Regions from separate parts of the Cyprinus carpio genome. Here region 1 is linked to region 2. Evidence: chromatin contacts called from public Hi-C data. All regions are on one chromosome and are shown on one strand. Each heading gives the region's core, a stretch centred on a gene start, on an enhancer-like site or on the middle of the called end of the contact. The rest is flanking DNA. Distances are from core to core; before and after follow the strand shown. Region 1 holds the start of seh1l (nucleoporin SEH1). Region 2 overlaps LOC109096517 (low-density lipoprotein receptor class A domain-containing protein 4-like).

Region 1 (2,700 bases), core at 51-2,550, 88 kb before region 2:
AAACCTAAATAGGGACATAGTAGTATTTTTTAAAGTATGATGTAAAGTTCACTTAAAGACAACTTATGAGTATACTTGCAGTATAAAACTACTAAACTAGTAGTTTACTGAGAGTATACTTCAAAGTGTACAAAGTATTTAATTAGTAAACGATCAGTATACCTATAAGTTGACTTTTGGTATAATTGCAGTACAAACTACAAACATAGAGGTAAACTAGTTGTGTACTCAAAGTTTGCTACTGTTATACTTAAAGTATACTTAAAAGTATTCTTTTTTATACTAGAAAATGGACCAATTTAGTCCCAAGAAGTATTGAAACAGTACACTTACAAGTATAATTTTAATTAATTAATTAATAATAAAATTTGTATACTTGCTACATAAAGTATACTTAAAAATATACTTGAACTTTACTTAAGTATACTTAATAAAATAAACTTGAAGTATACTACTATTTGGTAAGGGTGTGCAACACATTTTATGGAGGACTGTTTCCTGATCCTTGGAGAGTAGACTACAATGGCCCTGTTGTTCTGATTTGCAGACTGTAAGTACTTTTACATATTAAAATAATTTGCCACTGATGATTGAAATGCAAGTTTTAAGTGTAGAGTAGCGCTTGTTGTTTGTTGTTTCTCAGATCACAAATGCAGACATGGTTTTATGTTTACGCAGCACGTTATGCAACGCAACGCGTAAAAAGACAGTAGAAGTCATTATAATCAGTAATTATGTCCCCACTAGATGCAACAAATGCCTCGTTTGTAATGGGTTTTATTGGTTTTTTCTGGTCGTGCTGGGACAGGCTTCACAGTACGTTAAGGGGCGTAACATTTCCATCACAGGCTTGAAGCATTCGGCCAATCACAACACGCTGGATAGCTGGCCAATCAGAGCACACCTCGCTTTTCAGAACGATGAGCTTTGTAAAAAATGACTTGTTTCAGAAAGGCTGGGCATAGAGGAGAAACAATAATGTACAGTATGTGTATGTTAACCTTAAACCACATAAACACATTTCATTATACCAAATATACAAAATAATCTTTTTAGCAGCATCATATGACCCCTTAAAAGAAAACAAAATGTCAAGAAAATGTCAAGAAAGAAAGAAAATTAAGATTCAAGACCTTATATTGAATACATAATTACTATATCAAAACATAAGATGCTTGTTTTGTTAAATCTGGCAAGATCGAATAGTGTTTGTAGACATTTGATGTTCATGCACACCTCAGTGTATGTCAGTTTCTGTGATATTGGCAGCAGTAAGTCCGCTCGTGCAGAAGGTGGCAGTAATCAGCTCTCAAAGGCTTTCATCTGCAACAAAGCAGCGAGCGAGCAACGATTCCAGTAAAGAAACACGGCACCGCTGGACCATTTTTGCTGAAGTTTGACCAAATGACCCTCTGCTTTTTTATTAACTGAATTGTGTGAGGTATTTTCTTTATTAAGAAGTAGTTTAGAAGATGTTCGTGGCGAAGAGCATCGCAGCGGATCACAAAGATCTGATTCACGATGTTTCTTATGACTTCCACGGTCGGAGGATGGCGACCTGCTCCAGCGACCAGAGCGTCAAGGCAAGAAAACACCGCTTCACTGCACTGCACTGTCTCCATAGACCTACAGTGAACTGACATAGACAGCACTGAGAACCCCGTGACACCCAAATACCGCTCTGTTAGGGCTGTTTACTGGGTTTCGAGACACAGCCAGAGACAGAGACCCTTTAATGACTAAAAAAGGCATTTCTCGTCCTGTTTAAAGCTGCTTTAAGCTTTACTTAAAATCCAGTCATTTATAAAGGCTTTTGAGTCTTGAAGGTTTCATTCTTTGCAGCATGTGGCTCTTTAGCTTATGTAATTGTTCCACATTTTATTGACAAGCATTCTGTCTTTTCCACCCCTTTTATACTGTTTTAGGTCTGGGACAAAGGTGACGACGGAGAATGGCACTGTACTGCTAGCTGGAAGGTATCAAGTATTTTTCTTACGTAAATCTCTATTCAAACCTAAAATGCAAAAGTCAGTATGTGGGGTACAGTAGGTGCATTTACATGTAGATCATTTTGTGTGCATACGGCCGTCCTAAATGGTCAGTTAGTGTAACCAGATGTTGTAGACCCACAGTGGGTCGGTGTGGAGGGTGACCTGGGCGCACCCTGAGTTCGGTCAGGTGCTGGCGTCTTGCTCCTTCGACCGCACCGCTGCTGTATGGGAGGAGATCGTCGGAGAATCCAATGACAAACAGCGGGGACAAAGTCACTGGGTGTGTAAAATTTTTTTATTTTTTGTTACCATTGTCATGATATAGGTTTTCTAACTTCTACACAATTCCTTGAAAAATAGTGCTAATGTATTTTTTATATCGCAAGGAAAAATTGCTACAACATAAAGGGCATAAAATCTGAACAGTATCGAAATTATTTTCATTTTTGACCCCTAAATCAGACTAATTTCTTTGCAACTGAAAATCGGTTGCTTCATAGCTCTGAGTGGGATTGTATAACAGTAGTCATGATGTATTATTATTGTTACTGTTACTGAAAATGCACACAAAGCACAGCTGGTATCAGTGTATTTCTACTGTGGAGAATGAGTTGATGAATATTTCCGTATTATCTAATGAAAGATCACTATTACTGACAGCATTAGAACTGTCCTATAATTTGTGAAAGGATGTAAAAATCAATCAGAT
Region 2 (2,700 bases), core at 158-2,657:
TTTCGTTATTTTGCCCCTTCCACAGCCTCTCATAAAGTGACTCATAGCATGTTGCTAGGGAATTTTCCAGAAAGGGGCATTTACTGCTGCAGTGCTGCATGGTTCAGTCTTCCCATATGATTGTGTTTCTGGGTGAAACCTGCCATCTCGCAAGTCTCTGTCCCACATGGGCGTCTGGCTTGTGCCCTTGCCTTTTGTCTGGCATTCTGATGGGATAACTCAGATAACACAGGAGGAGGGGGCAATGCGTCCCCTCTGAAGTTCCCATAATGCCTTTGTTGTCTGGTGCGCGCAGTGACGTGGATGAATGGATGGTTAACTAGATTAAGGCTTGTGCTTTATGAAGCAGTGTTATTATGACTGGATATGTCCATCTCTGTTTTTTCTCCAGTTACCAGTGCAACCCACAATCATGAAGGCCAACATGGGTGGCTGTATGTTCAGCTGCAGGTTTGTGCATGGAATCTACTGGGGATGCTCACTTTTAGTGTCGTTTGTACTCCTTGCAGCACGTGCTGGCCCAAACTAGAGAGGACGCAAGGAAACTTTCAATGTTTTTCTCTCATCCCCACTGTCTTGCCATGCCGATGAAGTCATTTGGAAATTAGTCGTTCACTGCACACACGCTCTTTCCCTTGGAAACCTGTTGTGTAATGTGTGCTTTGGTATGAATTCAAAGCCCATTCTAAGAAGTTTCCCTCACTGCTGTGAGTTCAACTGTTGGATCTCTCATGACATGATCTCCACGTACTGTGCCCGACTCCATGAGAATAGTACTGTACCGGGGAGACATTTGGAAACGGAGCACAGATGGCTGGCAGCAAGCAGCAGTCCCCATTCTCCAGCCTCTCTCCCCCTCCTTCTCCTCCTCCTCCACCCGCTCCGTTTCTTTCCTCCCAGATCGTGAGAGCACAGCTGTTTTCCTTCTGTTATGAAACTGTGGAGAGGAGGAAACAGGAAATGGCTTCATGAAATATAGATCTGGAGGCCAGACTTGGTTGTCTTTGCAGCTTGTGAGCACGGTATGAAAAAGAGAGCTAGAGGAGAGGGGGGGAAAGTTTTGGATAGGCTTATGTAATGCCTCCTCCATTTCCTTCGGCTCAGTAACAGAATGGCCTCCGCAGAAGAGACCAGTCCCACAGTTTCTAGCACACTTCAGGGCTTTCTGACCTCAGAGACGAGGTGACGACTGCTTGAACAACGTGCACCCAGTTCACCTAAGGGCCTGTTAGAGGCTCTGTGACAGGTGTTAGCGCATATCTCCTCTTAGCTAACAACACAATGGAGCAGCATACATAGCAGTAAGAGGATTGAGCTGTCTGATCTCGGGGAGTCCGCATAAGGCTAACCCAAATTAGCCCAGCTGCCTCTCTCCCTCGCTGTTGTGCAGTTGTTGCCACATTATCGCAGCCTGTTTACACTTCTGCCCTGTCGCAAACAGGCTGACGACGGTTTGTTGTGTCTGCTCTGTCTGGGGTTTGTGTCTGTAATCATAACACATTAACAGATCTTCCGGGATGCCGTCACGTCTGACTTCGATGTTTGAGCCTGCTGATTAGCACAGGGAAGGTTAAACAAGGCTCAAGGAATAAGATTTTATATAGGGATTACGGGTTTATGTAAATTGCGTGTTAGATTAGTGATGAAACAGCTGATGACTCACATTGAGTTCAGTTTTATTGGTATCTGAGTAGTAGCTAATTTGTCTAAAAGTAATCAAGACCAGACACAACAGATACACCCATACTTTTAATGGACACTAGTTAGATTATGCGGCATATTTACTTTGACATATTAAAGCAGTGAGGGATAAATGTAGAGTTGATTCAGGTACAGGCATTGATTGTTTAACTGGAAAAACATTTAAAAAGCGTATTTCTAAAAAAAAATTTGAGTGAGCAAAAAACTCTGAGCGACATCACGTTAAATGAAATAGTACAACCTGTTGAACGGACTGTCCACCTGTACCTCACAGCCTTTTCTTTTGAGTCCACCCTGGTGTCCAACCTGTCTACAGTCCATTTTTACCTTATTAGATGGCATCACCTTTTGTTTAGGTCAGAACAGACCATTTTTAAGAAGGACAGAGTGAATCTACTCTGATAAGATTAACCTGGTGGCTTAGAGAAAACTGTTACAGTGGTTTACAGCAGCAGTGGACAGTCCTGGATGGAGGAAAGGTGCTTGAGTGGTGCCTGGTACTCTAGGTTGGCTGTGATCACAAACCTAGTGTCTCGGAGGTTGAGATGTGTCAATTACATGTTCACCCCACCCCATCCCCCTCCATCTACCACCAGTTGTCTGTCTCTTGGAGTTGGTCCAGGCCGTAATCCAGTTAGGGGCAGCAGATTTGGGCTGTTTTATCTCCTGTGCTGGGTTAACTCCTGGGATGTGTCTGGTCTCTGGTCCTCTCCTCCAAGCCCTCAACAGATGGGGCCTTGTCTTGCAAGCACTCTCTCCAGAGGAGCCGTGGCAAAGAGCCAGCACCAACGCAGCTTATTTAATAGTGTCACTACATGGCCCAGCTGCATCCTGGGTATGGCCTTGTTCTTGTAGAGAGAAAGTGATCATGATGGAAAGGTCAGAAACTAAAGTTTGAGACGGCTCACCTAAAGAACCTACTGGCTTGACAAAACTGGCTTTCTGTAGAGATGAGTCAGGATGGTTGACTGGTCATCCAACAGCCGACAAGCTATTGTG

What was found. A called contact is a pair of places that touch in the nucleus more often than the background predicts.
Region 1: a Hi-C map of liver shows a contact between it and region 2, with 4 times the contacts expected there. The contact joins the promoter of seh1l here to the enhancer-like site in region 2. A contact is called at or near these places in 3 of 8 Hi-C or Micro-C datasets (liver and skeletal muscle).

Annotation. Positions count from the first base shown.
Region 1 is chrB19:4,798,041-4,800,740 of ASM1834038v1, reverse strand. seh1l (nucleoporin SEH1) reads left to right here and starts at 1,300. Exons shown (of 9, transcript XM_019075146.2): 1 at 1,300-1,583; 2 at 1,926-1,976; 3 at 2,125-2,271. The coding sequence starts at 1,473.
Region 2 is chrB19:4,710,103-4,712,802 of ASM1834038v1, reverse strand. The region is part of intron 3 of LOC109096517 (low-density lipoprotein receptor class A domain-containing protein 4-like); the gene reads left to right. Among protein-coding and RNA genes, the nearest start is that of LOC109084059, 26 kb to the right of the region's middle. Within about 2 kb of position 1,407, at least 2 of the 8 cell types and tissues checked have an H3K27ac peak or open chromatin away from gene starts, as enhancers often do. A contact at or near this core is called in liver and skeletal muscle, where this site is marked.